6 separate regions of the Mus musculus genome follow, and all the other regions are linked to region 4. A link is a contact called in public HiChIP or PLAC-seq, capture Hi-C and promoter capture Hi-C data. All regions are on one chromosome and are shown on one strand. The core of a region is the stretch at or near the end of the contact, and the rest is flanking DNA. Distances in the headings are between cores, read along the strand shown.

What was found. Promoter capture Hi-C pulls out the DNA fragments that hold promoters and counts their contacts. HiChIP or PLAC-seq counts read pairs in DNA pulled down with a chosen protein or histone mark. Capture Hi-C pulls out chosen DNA fragments and counts their contacts.
Region 1: a promoter capture Hi-C map of liver shows a contact between it and region 4, with 4 times the contacts expected there. The contact joins the enhancer-like site here to the promoter of Pym1 in region 4. A contact is called at or near these places in 3 of 39 promoter capture datasets (the C10 cell line, liver and pre-B cells), 2 of 484 Hi-C or Micro-C datasets (CD8 T cells and regulatory T cells), 3 of 115 datasets of contacts at active chromatin or transcription factors (memory CD8 T cells, regulatory T cell precursor and thymic regulatory T cells) and 2 of 9 other capture datasets (liver and macrophages).
Region 2: a promoter capture Hi-C map of pre-B cells shows a contact between it and region 4. The contact joins the promoter of Tespa1 here to the promoter of Pym1 in region 4. A contact is called at or near these places in 2 of 39 promoter capture datasets (the C10 cell line and pre-B cells).
Region 3: a capture Hi-C map of macrophages shows a contact between it and region 4, with 3 times the contacts expected there. The contact joins the promoter of Gli1 here to the promoter of Pym1 in region 4. A contact is called at or near these places in 1 of 39 promoter capture datasets (embryonic stem cells), 1 of 484 Hi-C or Micro-C datasets (B cells), 1 of 115 datasets of contacts at active chromatin or transcription factors (large pre-B cells) and 3 of 9 other capture datasets (adipose tissue, liver and macrophages).
Region 5: an H3K27ac HiChIP or PLAC-seq map of double positive thymocytes shows a contact between it and region 4, with 8 times the contacts expected there. The contact joins the promoter of Slc26a10 here to the promoter of Pym1 in region 4. A contact is called at or near these places in 1 of 39 promoter capture datasets (embryonic stem cells), 2 of 484 Hi-C or Micro-C datasets (B cells and CD8 T cells), 2 of 115 datasets of contacts at active chromatin or transcription factors (double positive thymocytes and large pre-B cells) and 1 of 9 other capture datasets (liver).
Region 6: a promoter capture Hi-C map of pre-B cells shows a contact between it and region 4, with 4 times the contacts expected there. The contact joins the promoter of Shmt2 here to the promoter of Pym1 in region 4. A contact is called at or near these places in 2 of 39 promoter capture datasets (the C10 cell line and pre-B cells) and 1 of 9 other capture datasets (macrophages).

Annotation. Positions count from the first base shown.
Region 1 is chr10:127,155,159-127,157,858 of GRCm38.p6, forward strand. No RefSeq gene overlaps it. Among named protein-coding and RNA genes, the nearest start is that of Gm51819, 3.6 kb to the right of the region's middle. Within about 2 kb of position 1,258, at least 9 of the 459 cell types and tissues checked have an H3K27ac peak or open chromatin away from gene starts, as enhancers often do. A contact at or near this core is called in liver, where this site is marked.
Region 2 is chr10:130,321,533-130,324,232 of GRCm38.p6, forward strand. It overlaps Tespa1 (thymocyte expressed, positive selection associated 1), which reads left to right and starts at 1,320. Exons shown (of 9, transcript NM_183264.4): 1 at 1,320-1,437.
Region 3 is chr10:127,340,214-127,342,913 of GRCm38.p6, forward strand. Gli1 (GLI-Kruppel family member GLI1) reads right to left here and starts at 1,366. Exons shown (of 13, transcript NM_010296.2): 1 at 1,346-1,366; 2 at 992-1,105.
Region 4 is chr10:128,747,183-128,749,882 of GRCm38.p6, forward strand. It overlaps Pym1 (PYM homolog 1, exon junction complex associated factor), which reads left to right and starts at 1,273. Exons shown (of 3, transcript NM_001170869.2): 1 at 1,273-1,384. The coding sequence starts at 1,351.
Region 5 is chr10:127,179,188-127,181,887 of GRCm38.p6, forward strand. Slc26a10 (solute carrier family 26, member 10) reads right to left here and starts at 1,395. Exons shown (of 18, transcript NM_177615.4): 1 at 1,044-1,395; 2 at 438-548. The coding sequence starts at 1,386.
Region 6 is chr10:127,521,061-127,523,760 of GRCm38.p6, forward strand. It overlaps Shmt2 (serine hydroxymethyltransferase 2 (mitochondrial)), which reads right to left and starts at 1,384. Exons shown (of 12, transcript NM_028230.4): 1 at 1,228-1,384; 2 at 1-55. The coding sequence starts at 1,260.

The DNA.
Region 1 (2,700 bases), core at 8-2,507, 1.6 Mb before region 4:
AATTACTGAGAACGACCACGCACCCACTATGTGGGTGCTGGGCTTTGAACCTGTTGGGGTTTGAGAACCACCTCACTAACCACAGGAACACAGATCTCAGTCAGACGCAGTGATTTATTGAGCACAAGTTCCGGGACTGATTGGTCAGGGCCATGGTTCAGATTTGGGAGCTGAACTGTGACATTGAGTTAGATCCTACAGGGGGCCAGGCGTGCTGGCGCACGCCTTTAATCCCAGCACTTGGGAGGCAGAGGCAGGCGGATTTCTGAGTTCAAGGCCAGCCTGGTCTACAGAGTGAGATCCAGGACAGCCAGGGCTACACAGAGAAACCCTGTCTCGAAAACAAAAAACAAAAACAAAAGTTCCTACAGGGGTTTTAAGCCTAAAATCCACAAACGTTTGTGCCAAGTTACTCTCCCAATCAGGATTTAGGGATAGAGGATTTCCTTAGGAGCATGTCTTTCTTGTTCACGTATCCTGTTCCCATTGGTTGGGGTATTCAAGTCTGGCAGGGGACTTGTCTTGTCTAACATTCATGTCTTAACTTGCCAACCAGGATGTCAATTGCCCACATACAAGTCTCTTTCTTCTAAGTAGGATGTCAGTTCCCAGGGTGGTCTTGGGAACTTAAACTTTACTCAATCCCTATTCAAAATGGAAGTCTTATTCCCAACACTTTCTTATATCAGTGCAGGTCTCTCTTATGTTGGGGTCCATCCCAGGGGCAGGTTATAAAAGCCAACACCATAAAAGCTCATACATAGGTGCAGGGCACACTGCTGGGTGGTTGCTTTGGGGCCAAGCTTATTGTGGGTAACTCTACAAAGCAGTTTGAAGATAGATTGGCTTCTATCGTGATTGGTTTCCAAGGGCACAGGACATAGCAGAATATGAAATCAACCTGGGCATGAGGAAGTTTCCTAGTACCTGCAGAAACAAAATAGGAAAAAGCTTCCTTATAATATGAGTAAGAGCACATGATGACAAACTGCCAGGTAACACTTACCTAGGCCTTAACATCCAACCCTCCATCTGGGTCTTAATATTTTACCTAGGCCTTAACAGAGCCCAGGTCCATTAGAAGAGCCCAGTGCTCTGCACAGCTGAGCCATCTCTCCAGCACTTTACAGAACAATCTGAGAGCAGGCTGTGTACATTATGTCTCCTTGATGCTTTGCATTTTAGAGTACACCTTTGAGAACAAGGAGTTTCTTAAACACCAGTTATCAACTTTACGAAACAATATTTACCTTTTAGCAATTATCTTTTAGTCAAATTAAACATTAACTTTCATTAACCTACCATCCTTATTCCTGTTTGTGAGCTGCCCTCAAAGTTTTCGTTACAGCCATTTTCTTCCACTGAGAGCCAGGATTTAATGTAATTATAATAGTTAATGTAATGCATTATATTTAAGATCACATCTCTATTATAGTCTCTTTTCCCCCTTGTTGTTACAGGATTCTTAAAACTATTTTTTTCACAGAACAGAGTCAAATGACTCATTTGTTTTCAGAGTCATCCCAACTGTAGGCTGCGAGGTCTGAAGTTTGGACTGCTGAACTCCAAAAGTGTCAGTGTTTGTTAGTACCCAATCTGCCTTGATGAATTGCCTGTGTCTGTCTCTGTCTCTGTCTCTCTCTCTCTTTCCCTCTCTGTCTCTGTGTCTCTCTCTGTGTCTCTCTCTTTCTCTCTCTGTCTCTCACTATCTCTCTCTGTCTCTCTCTCTGCCTCTCTCTCTCATATCTTGACATTTACTTGGTGTGGTTTGTTGTTTGTTTGTAGAGACAGAGACTCACTATATAGTGTTGGTTGGCCTGGAACTCACTATGTAGACCGGGTTGACCTTGAACTCACAGTGGTTTGCCTGCTTCTGCTTCCTAATTATTAGGATTCAAGGTGTGTGCTACCATACCTGGCATATTTTTGTTTTAGTTATGAGTATGTGTGTAACTATGTATGGACATATATATGCCTATACGCACACTCATAGGTATCCACAGAAGCCTGGAAACGAAGTTACAGGCACTTGTGAGCCTCTCAACATGGGTTCTGGGAACCTGAGTAGGGTCCCCTGGAAAAGCAGCAAGTGTTTATTTAATTTTTAAATTTATTTATTTTAAATTTATTTATTTATTCATTATTTATTTTAAAAATAAATAAATGAGTACACTGTAGTTGTCTTCAGACACACCAGAAGAGGGCACCAGATCTCATTACAGATGGTTGTGAGTCACCATGTGGTTGCTGGGAATTGAACTCAGGACCTCTGGAAGAGCAGCCAGTGCTCTTAACCAGCTAAGCCATGACCACTGAAGACAGTTACAGTGATTTATTTATAATAATAAATGAGTGGGGTTGACCAGAGGGAGCAGAGGTCCTAAATTCGGTTCCCAACAACCACATGAAGGCTCACAACTACAGTGTACTCATATACATAAAATAAATAAATCTTTAAAAAAACAAAACAACAAAAAAAAAGAAGTTCCTTATTCATCTTTAGTCTGAAAATTTCTCAGTCTTCCTTTGGAGTAATAATAATAATAATAATAATAATAATAATAATAATAATAGACTAGCATTTTAAAAACTGCAGGTTGGTTTCTATTTATACACAAATATACACACAGACTTCTTCCTCATTTAAGCTCGTGTTCATCTTCCTACCTAGAATCAAGCTGAGCATCGTCAGGTAGGATT
Region 2 (2,700 bases), core at 70-2,569, 1.6 Mb after region 4:
ATGAACAAAGTTTGGAGATGTGACGAAAGGATGGACCATCTAGAGACTGCCATATCCGGGGATCCATCCCATAATCAGCTTCCAAACGCTGACACCATTGCATACACTAACAAGATTTTGCTGAAAGGACCCAGGTATAGCTATCTCTTGTGAGACTAGGCCGGGGCCTAGCAAACACATATGTGGATGCTCACAGTCAGCTATTGGATGGATCACAGGGCCCCCAATGGAGGAGCTAGAGAAAGTACCCAAGGAGCTAAAGGGATCTGCAACCCTATAGGTGGAACAACATTATGAACTAACCAGTACCCCGGAGCTCTTGACTCTAGCTGCATATGTATCAAAAGATGGCCTAGTTGGCCATCACTGGAAAGAGAGGCCCATTGAACTTGCAAACTGTATATGCCCCAGTACAGGGGAACACCAGGACCAAAAAGTGGGAGTGGGTGGGTAGGGGAGTCGGGGGGAGGGTATGGGGGACTTTTGGGATAGCTTTGGAAATGTAAATGAGGAAAATACCTAATAAAAATATTTTAAAAAAGAAAAGAAAAAAGAAAATGAACATGGCTCAGTGAGTAAAGTTGCCTTCTAATAAGCTTGATGACCTGAGTTCAAACCCAGGATCTACATGGTGGAAGGAGAAGATTGACTCCTTCAAACTGTCCTCTAACCTCCACATGCATGCTGTGACAGGGGCATGAACACACACACACAGAGAGAGAGAGAGAGAGAGAGAGAGAGAGAGAGAGAGAGAGAGAGAATGAGAGAGAGGGAGGGACAGAGAGAGAATATGCACACACAGAAACATAGATAAATCCAATAAAAATTTTTAAAAAGAAGTTAATGCATAAAAATTGCTTTCATTAATAGTATTTATGAAGAAGCTTCTGGGGGGTCTACCTGAGTGTGAAAGAGTTATGAAAAATCCCAAGTAGGGTGAAGTCCTCAACTATAGAATAAATGTGAGTAGATTTTATGGAGAGACAAGTCTAATTTTTAAATCATTTTCTACATTTTCTATGTACATTTGGCTACAGGAGTAGATTCTAACTGTTTCTAATTATATTAGAGGAAGACTTTTCCAGATTCCCATTGTCTAGTGGGCAATACCCCTCCCTAGGTGTAAAAAACTGAAGTCGCTGCAAGCAGCCATTTCAGGGGATGGGCTCTGCCTGTAAGCTTATGGGTGATAGATGCTTTATTCTTCTGTCTCCTAAGCTAGAGCAGAGGATGTGGCTGGCTAAGAGGCAGAGGCCGTGCAGATGCATGTACAGATATCTCTGTGTTCTCTCACATCCGCTTCCTCTTTTGAGCTGACAGTTGAATGAGAACAGAGAGAAAGTCACAGTCTGCGATATGAAACTATCACACAGCCCTCATCTCTAGCACCACTCCTGAGAAAGATTCAACCCTGTTTCGAGAACTTTCTTACCTCTGGTAAGTGTAGTTTTCTTTGGCTTTAGAGTGGAACTGATATAGAGTTATAGATAGTTATAGAGAAAAGGATATGGGTCAGGGGGGAAAAATCTGGCCTCCAAGTTAAGAGATTTATCAGGAGAGAAACTTTCATTCCTGACCTTAACTCTACAGCCTCATCATTGGAACTATTGAGCAGAGATGCCTCTTCCCATCCTCCTGGCTACCAGATGTTATTGTTCTGGGGTCATGAATCATGGCCTTTTTGATGAACTGAATTGCTATTCACAAAATTCCTTTTTTCTCATGAGAATTCTTAGCATCTTGCTAAACTCATATGTGTGGCCATTTAATTCTATTTTCAATTATGAAAAGCTGTGAACAAGAGAAGTTTCCTGGTTTGATGATAGGTTCTTTTTAGTTCCCTTATCTCTGAATTTGGGAATATACAAACCTGGCCTGACTTTTCTCTCAGCTTTTCTTTGGAATCTTCAGCAAAAGATGTGGAGATAAAGTGTTGTGAGGTATATAAAAATTACTATGTGGGAAAATTTGCACAGTTGGATAATGACAGGCCAAATTTACTAAAGGCCCATGGTTCACATTTTATGAAGACTAGGGTTTTGCCTTATATCTCATTTAAATATGTTGACCTCTCAGTGACCTATATAATATTGGGGCTGGCATCTCCAACACCCTTTGTTTCAGGGTAGCTATCCATCTGTATCCTGGTAAAGGAGGAGGCATGGAAATATCATTCACACTGGGTTTTTCCCACAACCCACTTTATCCCACAACCCATTTTATCCCACAACCCACTTTATCTGTGGGTAGAAGAGGCAATGTAGGGATTTAGGGCAGAGCCCCATCAAGATAAAAGTGTACTGTAGAAGTAGTTTAGTAAGATAATAAGCATTTAAAACAATGCCCAAGGAAATATTTGTGACTTCGTATATCACAAAGGTCCTTAATTGGAGGTTTTATACAATTCATGAGTAATTAGAGGTTGGAAGCTTGCAAATGCCCAAGCTTCTGATTCAGCAGATATTCAGCTTGAGCAGTAAGAGCCAGGGATCTGCAGGTCCTAAATCATGACCATTGGTTTAAAAAAAAAAAAAAAAAGAGCTCAAAAGGCCAGGTTTGTTGGTTGACTTCTACAGAAAATGTTATCATAGATAGCAAGATAAAGCTATAGAAGGAGGGATAGAAAAAGAGCCAACAAACACAGGCACTCAGACAGATTTAGAGGCTATTTATAACCAGACTAATAATGTTCTCTTAACT
Region 3 (2,700 bases), core at 116-2,615, 1.4 Mb before region 4:
TTGGAAAGTGGGGTCCCTATAGTGGAGTGGGAAAAAAGAAACCAGAAACTAAGAGAAAGAAGTGCCTGTGTAAATAAGGTGTGCGCGGAGAGGACACCTTGGATTCCTGGGTATCTCCGCCGGCTTCCTAAGGGTTAACCCCTATAGACCCCCGGGAACCCCCTAGTGACGTCAAGAGTGAGTCGGAGACGTCTGTCCGGCGGGGATGCCCAGAGAGATAATGGAGGGGGGTCCTTCTGAACCCCGCCCCCCTAGGGTAAATCACCCGCGTTCACGAACTTTCTTCCCAGAAGAAAACTGCCCATCTTTTCTCCCCGTACTGGAAGGAAAGACCTATACCATAAAGTCCCTGGTTCTCCGGATGCCCCAAACCCTCGGCCTCTACGGAGTTTCCTTTCCTTGATGCTGTTCCCAAAGCTAACTGTCCTGGGTTGATTGTTTCAGGGTCATGGGGCCTGAAAGAGGATTCAGAGCGGGGAGCAAGGGCAGGCAGGGTGGTCTGAGCCAGAGGAGGGGCCTCGGTCCCCAGATCCCGCTTGGGCGGGGGGCCAACAGGGATACACAAGCTGGCAGTAGCCAGTGGTCCCGCTCTGCCCCAGTAGGGGTCTCCCGGCGCCTGGCTTCAGCTGCCCCGGTGGTCCTGAGGTCAGAGGGTCAAAACAAGGTCTCCCCAGCTCTTCCTCTTCCTCGGGGGCCCTGCCCACAGTCTTTGGGAACTCAGAAGTCCAGAATTCCTAGGGATTTTCTACGGCCTACACCGCATGTTAGGAAACCCACCCAGCCTCCTCCCGAGTCCAAACCCACTCCTTTGCCCCTAAACCCCATGTGCACATCTGTCACAGCCACAGGTCAGGAGTCCAATCCCAGCCCGGCCCTCAGGGGTTCTGTTGCCTGGCACACCGCTACTCCCACCCCACTGAGCGCTCCCTTCTTTTGCGGTGGGTCCCGTCTTAGAAACACTGACGTCTTCCAACGGCGCTCAGAGACGCACCTGGAGTTCCCTCTACCACGCAGACCTCCAGCTGGCCGTCCCAACTGCTTCTTCATCCCAACCTCAAGAAAGGGAGAGATTTCTAGTATGTGGGAGAGGCGCGGACAAAGAGACCTGGGACAGACACAGATTGTCAGAAAAAAAGAAGGGGATGCAGAGAAAAGAAGGCACAAATTAAAGCAAAACAAGAAAACACCCAAACTTCCTAATTGCTCTCCCCAAACTCTCCCAACCCCATATTGCCTCTGAGCCCCAGGTCTCCTTCTGGGATAGGGTGAGTCCCTAGGCGTCAGAGCATCTCCTCAGCCCCTCCCCCATCGCTCCCAGGTGGTCTCCCGCCTGCCCCCCTCTCACCTCCGTCGGGGCGCGGTGCTCGGGATGCGTGGTCCAGGGCTGGAAACTGGGCTGGGGGGGGGGGGAGGTGTGTGGCGGGGAGGGGGGTCACAGGGCCACTGCAGCGCAGCTTCAGTGCCACCCCACCCTCCCAACCTGGCCCCCAGCCCTCCCGCCGGCCCAGCCCGCCGGGCCTCGAGCCGGGACCACCCGCGAGAAGCGCAAACTTTTTTTTTCCCCTTTGCAAAAACTTTTTCTCGCTGTTGCCACCCGCACGCTACGGCTCTTCCCGCTCACTTCCCTCGTATATCCTTCCTTCGGACCGTTCTAGAAGATGAGCTGGGTGGATAGAAGCTAGAGAGGGGGTGCCGGGCTTATGGCACCCCCAGGACCCCCAGGATCCTCCCCCTCCCTTGAGGGACCCTATACTGCCTACTACCCCCCCCCCCGCCCGAACACGCTGCTCTTGGTGGACAGTAAATCCCGGCGCGGATCCCTGGATCGGCTGTCCACGAAGAGGCTCTGAACCAGAGCCAGGAAAACATTGAGGAAAATATTGCGCGGCGGGAGAGGGAGGGGGGAAAGCTCACCCAGAAAGTTAAACCAGAAGCCTCGGTCTTCGGCTTCATTGGTCGTAACTGAGCTTTCCCCATGTCGTGGTCTGTAGGCCAGCCTCACTCTTTGGATGGAACGTGGAGCATTTGGAGAGTTGGGGTTTGGGAGAAAGAAGTTGGGTTGACTGATGTAGAGGAGGGGAGGGGGTGCGACCTATGGAACATGAAGGAAGAACACGGGCTAGAGTTCTAAGTGCAGAATGTGCATTCACAGATCACTGAGGACAGTGGTGCTCTGTGTAGAGTACCTCTCTGGAGAAACTCCGTTCTCCATCTCCAAATTCTGGACGCAGTTGCCACCTCCACACCTCTCTCTTTAAGGCTTTTCGCGCCCTCTGCTGGTCGTCCTAGCACATGGCACCCCTCGGAGTGGAAATGATTGCACTGGCGAACTTAAGGAAATTTGACAGGTTCCTGTCCCCAAAGCCCAATCGGATGCCCAGGGAGCTGCGTGAGCTCAAAGAAACAGAAGGGCACGCCAGGGAAGATTGCGAGCCCCTTGGGTAGTTCGTGATAGGGGAGTACCCTGTCTCTTTGAATCTGTGTTACCATGGTGACTGGACACAGAGAGAGGGCCTCTATTTCAGTTTCCCACCTGAGAAAGACTCAAAAGCATGGCGGGGTGGGGAGAGAGAGTCTTCCCTTAAACAGATCTCTCAGGCCATAGCGCTGTTTTTAAACCACCTTCTTGGCTCTGCAAAGTAAGTGTTTTTTGTTTGTTTGTTTTTTGTTTTTAAATTAAGATGGGCCAAGCAGTGGTGG
Region 4 (2,700 bases), core at 23-2,522:
TGTGTGAGCTTTTGAAAACTTAGTTGAGGTTCTTATTAGCCTGTTTTGTTTCTTTTTTTTTTTTTTTTTTTTCCTTTTGGTTTTTTTTTTTTTTTTTTTTTTTGGTTTTTCGAGACAGGGTTTCTCTGTGTAGTCCTGGCTGTCCTGGAACTCACTCTGTAGACCAGACTGGCCTCGAACTCAGAAATCCTCCTCCCTCTGCCTCCACTGGGATTAAAGGCGTGCGCCACCACTGCTCGGTTGTTTTGTTTTAAAGTAGAACATATTGTCTACTACTGAAGTACTAATATTTCCCCACTTCTCAATTTGAGAGGCACTGTTGGACGTTAGTGTAAGCCAAAGTTGGGCAATAGAAGAGGGTGAAAGAGTTAAGGAAAAAGCTTTGTAGGAGGAGGGCAGACACCTGAGGAGAGGAGCTTGAGCCAGCACCTTCCTGACAGAAGAGGAAACAAGTTTAACAGGATTTAGCCCCAGAGGAACTAAATTGCTGATGGAGGAGGGGAGGGACCGGACCGGGCTTTGGCGCTCCTTCCAAGAACAAGGCACAACCTAACAAAGGGAGTGGCCTCACTGTCCCGGTAGATTTAAGGGTGGAACTGCTCGCGGTAGCCAAAGCTAATCCGAAGTGTGGGGCGCGGCTAATTAGAATACTGACTGGGTCCGCCCCAAAAGCCTTCACCCCGTGCCCTCTGACCCGAGAGGATCCAGTACTGAGCAGCAGGCCAAGAAGTTACCTCGCCGGCCGCTGAATCCCCAGGGCTGCCCGCCCCAGTTCAGTCATGGAAACCGCCAGCACCCCCGAGGCCACGGGGACAGGTGACCGACTCGCAGTGCGCCGATCTTTGCGCACCCCTTCGTAGGTCTCTGATCAGTTAACCTGGGCGGCCGAGAGTGGTCGGCGTGCCGAGTAGACCTGCCCACTTTTAAGTGTTAGCCCGGGTTTTCGTGTATCCCTGGGGCTTCTTTGCCCATGCCAACACGCGCCCTAGGGTTTGGTGCAGGCGAGGGGCCTTGCATATTCCTTTCCTCTTTTACCAGCTTTCCTGCTGGGTCCCGGTGGGCCTTGAGCCTGCGAGGACTGTCTGGGATAAGGCTTATGCCCAAACTTCTCTCCGAGCCCTAGGGATTGTTTTATATACATCAGGAGGTCAACAGTGGCGTCGGTGGTAGTCTAAGAGCCCATGACTGTGAGCGTCTTACACTCGCCTTTTCCGCCTCCCGCGTCAGAGAAATGGTGCAGTCTCTCTTTAAGATTAAAATGGTGGCTTGCTAGGATGAGGACTCCACTTCCGGCGGGGAGGGGGGCGGGACCCCAGCCCGCTCACGCCGGAAGTGGTTCGGGTTCTCAAGATGGCGACTCCCTATGTAACTGACGAGACCGGCGGTGAGTGCGGGGATCGCGGAGCCGCCTCTCCCGGGATTCTTGGGTTAGGGGTTCGGACTTGGAAAAGGGTTTGTGCCACGCCCATCCCGGGGCTCCTCCTTTGCCACGCCCCCGTACCGCCTTCCCCATTCATTCCTTTTGGGTTGTTACCTGCGCCCCCTTCTGGTCTCGTGTTTTTTGGGGGGGGTCTCTGCTTCCGGTCTCCCAAACCCTGGGGTCCTCCAATGTCCCCTGCTCCGGGACCCTTAGGCGCTTCAGCTCTTTCTAGCTGTTGGAGTCCCGTACCTTTGCAAGGTTCTCCAGCATTATGGGCTCCTGTGCTCAGTTCCCTCCAATTCCAACCCCCTTTCTCCCTCCCCCATTTCTTACTGTTGTACCTGCTCTCTACCCTTCCCTGTTTTCATTCTTTCTCTCCGGGCTGTGTCTGCTGATGATCTCATTGCTACATAGTGCTTTCTTCTTCACTCTTTGCCCCATCTTCATTGGGTGGGGGTGGGGGTGGGTGTCACTGAAATCCAGACGTGTGAAGGGAAGAGGAATTTAACTTTCAACTTGACTTTTCTCCTTGGTGGAGTTTTCCATTTAAAGTGGGAGAAAACAAACAGGAAAGTATCTACTGGCCTTTCTCTCAACGTCTTTGATAATTGATAGAACCCCATGATTTCTTAAAGGTTGAGTAGCACTTCAGTCGAGCTGTCTGAAATGTTGGAAGTCAGCTGTTTGTGTGTGAAGCTGAGAATCGGTTTTATGTTTTTGTCTTGTTTGTAGTTGCCTTGTCTTTAGGATAATGTGCAATATTGACTTCGAGATGATCAAATAGATATTTGGAAGACGTAGTGCAAGTACCCGGTGACTGTTTTTGTAGCCTTCATCTTGGTCTTCATATGTGACTAGGGTTTTGTAGAAGTGATCCTGTGATTGTGCGGTAATGCACGGTGTGTTTTAAAATGTGCCATTTATGCTTCTTGGTTTGCTTTAAATGTTCCTTATTAAAATTAAAAGCATGAGCCACTGTGCCCAACCTTTAAAAAGCAACTTTCATCTTTAACACTCCAATCCCCAGATGTGATCTCACTATGTGGCCCTGGCTGGCCTAGAGCTCACTGTGTAGACCAGGCTGGCCTTGAACTCATAGAGATCCACTTACCTCTGCTTCCCAAGTTGTGGGATTAAAGGCGTCTAATACCATGACAGGCAGTTTGCAGCTTTTAATGTGTACCTTCTTATTCTTTTTATATTCCATCTGGCCCCTGCCCTGCTATAGAGATAGTTTCTGTTCTTTGTGGCTCTGTAGAAGAGGAAAATAAGCTGTTCTT
Region 5 (2,700 bases), core at 145-2,644, 1.6 Mb before region 4:
TTCAAGGTCATGGTCCCTTCAAGTTGTTTCTTTTAACCAAATGTCACAGGGGACAAGGAGATCCTTGTAAACTGTCGCCTCTATACCCACTCCAACAAGCCTAGGGAGGCGACAGAGTTCTGTGCAAAGGGGGTGGAAATGGGTTGTGGATCCCAAGAGAGGTGGCAAGTAGGAGAGGGAAGGGGGCAGAGGGGAATACAGCCCCAAAGCTTCCAAGTAGCAGCCTTGCTAAGGTGTGTTTGACCCCTGCTTTTAATCCCAGCACGCAAGTGGCAGAGGCAGGATCTCTGAGTTTAAGACCACCTGGTCTGTGGGGAGCTTCAGACCAGCTAAGACTATAAAATGAGACCCTATCTCAAGGGATGAGGGTATGCCTCAAGTCCCTGTCTATTTTCATCCCAAAGAGAAGCAAAGTCATGAGCAGTGTGGCCACTCACCAGTGGACAGGTGTCTCCCAGTGCCCAGTAAACTGTAGATGAGAACAGGAAAGAAAGACGTGTAGAGTCCGAACACCGGGGGCACCGAGGTCAGGAGGGCAAAAGCCATGCCTGGTAGAAAAGTAGAAGGAATCGGGGTGGGGTGGGGTGGGGATGGGATGAGGGTGGGGATGGTGGGGTGCACAACCTCCAGATACTGCCCTTCCCAACACTCTTGGGTTGACACCAGATACTATCAATCATGGCCCCGGAGGGAACGGAAAGGTTAATTAATGGGCCTCAGTGGGAGGTCGTGAGGCTGACAAGGTCACAGATCCTTGCCCACGTCCTGGGTGGCAGGTTTTGTGCCTCTCTACAATTCTCTGAGGCAGAACAGAGTCCAGTATATCTCGCAGAATTGCACAGATGTGGAGGGATGGGGGTGGGGAATTATGATGGAGTCCCTTAGTCCTCTCAAACCGAACCTCAAGCTCCTCCTCTCTGATCCTCCCCCATGCAGGGACACAAGTCCTCCACATCACTGCTGGACTCTCAGCTTCCCAGGGCCCTGCCCTGAAAGCCCCCCATAACTTGGAATTCCAACGGGCTGAAGTTGGGGACTCTTACCCTGGGGCACGTGCACAACGCCCACGGTTACTCCAGCCACAGCATCTCCGAGCAGCCAGGCTCGCCAGCGGTATTGGGGCAGCCAACGCAGCGGGGGCAGCCGTGCCAGCAGCACGCGCCACGCCCCCGGCCCAGAACAGGCGCTGGCTCGCCTCCTCCGCAGCCTGCACAAGCAGGGTAGGCAGGGCTCCGCTGGCAGCTCCGGCTCCGGCTCTGCGCCCCCGAAGAGCTCCTGGAACCGAGCGTGGGTGAGAGGTTCTCTGAACCTTGAGCTCAGCGGAGACTTAAGGTCAGAAACCTCTTCCGGATCTGAGCAGGTCCCAGAGGCAAGTGGCCCACTCATTTTGTCCTTGGCCCCCTGCAGCATCTCCTGGTCTTAAATACCCTCTGTTCCATCAGCTCTGAGCCCGCCTCTATAAAGCAGGGTCCAATCCGGACCTGTAGGGAGTACTCTCTAGAGTACCTCCTTGGGTCAGGCTTGGGTGGAAAAAGTCCCTGTGTTAGGCGTTTCCTCAGATATCCTTTCTTAGCTCTGCCTAAGAACCTGGGGGCCTGCTGTGAGGATGTTGAGGAACCATAGGGAGATAAGAGACCCACAGTCACTTCCAGTGACCCTCATCGCTTCGCTTCTCAGGGACTGGGAGGCATTTTTTTTTTCTTCATTTGCACTTTGAGCAAAGACAGAGCTGGTTCCTTTTGGGTCACAGGTCTTCTTTCCCTGAGCCTCTGCATTCTCACCACCACCACCACCACCACCACTGCTGGAGCACAAAATTCACAGCCAGTTGGGATTCCCCACTCAAATCCCATTCCTCATGTGGCAAACTTGCCCCAGTAAAGTACAAGAGGCCTTACTGTTTTATAAGCATGGTGAATGCGACAGGGTGCATGGTGAATGGGACAGGGACAGGGACCCACTCCACCCTCTCTAATGCAGATGGCTGGGTTTGATTTAGGGGAAAGACTGAATTAACAAAGACATTTTTATCTATTTGTTAGGAGCCCCAAAGTCCTCTAATACTGTTCCTTACATCCAGTGTTATTCTCCAAGTAGGCATTTAGAAGTACACGATTAAACTAAGGGCATGCCGTGTGCTGCTGGAACCGCTGCCCGTTGCTGCCTTGGGCACCTTGTCACCACTGGCAGTGGTGGGCCTGGCTGCCGCAGGAGCATGAAGGGTCCAGCCACCCACCTCATGTACCCCTGAAGAGACACAAAGGTTCTGGGCCCCAGGATTTCACTGTTTGCCGTCATCCACTCAGAGATGCTTCGGCACCCCCATCACCCTGTGGTTCCCCCAGTCCCTGACCCCAAAGCCCAGGGTGGGGTCCAGAGAGGGTGGGCCTCTCTTCTTCAATTCCTCCTATTGTTCCCCAGAAATCTTATCTGGGCTTCACGTCCTGTCCCCCCCTTAAAGATCCCTCCCCTCATTGTCAGCCACAGAGACCTGAGGCTCCCATATCTCCCCCCCCCCACCCCCCACCCCAGTAGTCTATTGTCTGCTGAGGAAGCCCCAGTGCACGTGACTGAGCCCAGGGGACTGACGGACACGGTGGACACACAGATACATAGGGACCCAGAGGCAGTCATATGGGTCTCCACACACTTGCCTGTCTCTGTTCCAGAGGCTGTGCCAGAAGCTGGGAGGGGCAGACA
Region 6 (2,700 bases), core at 134-2,633, 1.2 Mb before region 4:
TGCTGTGCTGGGCCCGGGCAGCCATGCAGACCAGCTGACCACATCTCTGCAGAGGCTCAGGGCAGAAAGGCCAGGGTTAATTAAAAATTGTCCAGATCTCTTCTCCCAGCTGCCCTCAGTCATGGGTACAGATCGAGCCCTCTGGCTAAGTACGCAGCCTGGTCCGGCCAGCAGTCAGTGCTCTCTACCCCCACTTTCATCTTGAATAGCAAGTTCTAGAGTCAAAGGTTCAGATCATTATCCAAAGGGCAGTTTTGGTCAACTCTAACACAACGCATCCCTAATCACCCTGAGTGACTCTGCAAAGTCACAGAGCAAAGCTTGTGCCCCAGAAGCCCATGTCCCTCCAATTCAGGTGAGAGACACTGCGATTCCAGAGTCTCCCCACACACAGGAACAAAATGACCATCCTAAGGTCCTGGCTGCTCTTGTGGGGGACAGCGGTTCATCTTCCAGCACCCACAAAACAGCTAACAACCATCTGTAACTCCAGTTCCAAGAGATCTGATGCCCTCCTCTGACCTCTGTGGGTACCCAGGCATGCACGCAGTGCACACACAGTGCAGTTAAAATATTCATAAACATAAGAGGTGGACTTCCTGCAGGGCCTCCGGACATGAATACCTCCATGAGAGAAGATACCAAGCTAACAGGGCTTAACACCAGAGGCTTTTAAAGGGTGGTTTCCAGAGCAACCTTTAAAAAGTAGGAGGATAGACTTTTAAGCAGTTCTTGGAAAGAGTTGTGTACTGGCGGGAGTTGGGGTAGGCTGAAGGTGTTTGCCCAAAATCTTAATTTTATCTCACACTCACAGACACACACACACAGCACCTCGCTACCTCCTTCCTGCCCACACAGCAGCAGGACCCTTGCGTGATGAAAGTACTGAGGCTCGGTTGCATCATCTCCATAGCTCAGAGCTGGCGGGAAAAATTCAACTAGCGCATCGAAGCCGGGAACCCCACTTGTTTGCTAGGATATTGTTAACACAGCGTCTGCGGACCTTTACCTTAAGAGTCGTGTCAACTGGGTGACTACAAGACCCTACCTAGGTCGTCTGATCGCCAGAACTAGGGGCCCAGCCACCGCACATGTGCTGTCTCAGGGATTTCCTGGTTAAGCATCTGTTCCCCGAGGCCCCAGAACACGTGCAGCAAGGAGCCAGGAGAACCCCACTTTGGGTGGGCCTTTCCACTGATCATCCAGTAAACAGAACCCTGTTCTTACCCGAGTGGTCCGAAGCAAAGAGAAGGATACCATCGCTACAGGAGGCACAGGAGGACTAGCCACTAACTCTGTATCGGTGTAGTACCGGGGTCGAAAACCAGCTGCTCTTAGAACGCGTGCGCGAGAAAATTGCCCCCGTGAAGTTCGAGTGAAAGAGGCGTTCCCTGCGCATGCGCAGTACTGGGTTTTTTTAAAAAATTGCCTTCTGGGAATTGTAGTTTTTTACTTTGCTCTTTCCCATCTATACAAGTCCCGGTATGGAGAGCTTTGCCTGAAAAGTTCTTAGACTTAAAGCTCCTCCATGTCCTTTCTTGAAGCTCTTCAGAGTTTCTGTTTTGTTTTTCCTTCCGGTTTTCCAGGCAAGCGCTTTTTGGTTTGTTTGTTTGTTTGTTTATTTTCGTGTGGTTTATGCCTACCAAGCATATCTAGCATATGGTTCTCAGGGAGATTTAAAACATATTTAGAAGATAAATACACACAGTGAAAGCAGATATAGTTTGAAAGGGTAAAAGACTCAAATCCTTGCTTTAGGATTACAACACAAAGTCCTCCGTTTCTTCCAATGTTAAACCATGACATTGTCATTCCAGTACTAGGGAAGTGGAGACAGAGAGATTGAAAGGTCAAGGCTAGTAGCCTCAGCTACATGTGAAGTTAGAGGACAGTGGACCTCAGATGAGCCTGTCACACTTTGCCCACTCCAACACAAAGAGCTTGTAGAAGGGATTAAATGAAACTTCGCATTCGGACGCTGGCTCCGGTGGGTTGTCCTCTTCCCCTGACTCACAGCCTGCCTCCTCTGTGTCTATCCAGCTGTCAGGTGAGAGCAGAGTAGCCATCCCTCCTCTTCTCACACGGTTTGCATTCGTTTCTTATTTACATCTCCCTTACTCCCCAGCAGTCGCCCACTTCTTTTTTTGTTTTTGTTTTTTTTGGGGGGGGGGTTGTTTTGTTTTGTGTTTTGTTTTTTTGTTTTTGTTTTTGTTTTTTGTTTTTGTTTTTTGAGACAGGGTTTCTCTGTGTAGCCCTGGCTATCCTGGAACTCACTCTGTAGACTAGGCTGGCCTCGGACTCAGAAATCTGCTGGCCTCTGCCTCCTGAGTGCTGGGATTAAAGGCGTGCGCCACCACCGCTTGAGGACATCTTCTTAAGGCCTCTGCTCAGAGACACACAACCAAACCTCTTGGGGATTCCAGGAAGCAGTGGTTTTGAGAACCATTGGCCTCTGATAGCCATTTTATACCTTTACTCATTCAGTAGACATTTAGCCATGCCTTAGCCCTGGAGACACAAGGGGCTCACTAATAGTGACCCAGACAACACGAAACACTTCACTTTGTTCTCTTATACCCAGATAAGAGGGAGGGAGGGAGGGAGGGAGGGAGGGAGGGAGGGAGGGAGGGGGGGAAGGGGGGAAGGGAGGGGGGAGGGATGGATGGAGGGAAGGAGGGAGACAGAGACAGAGACATAGCC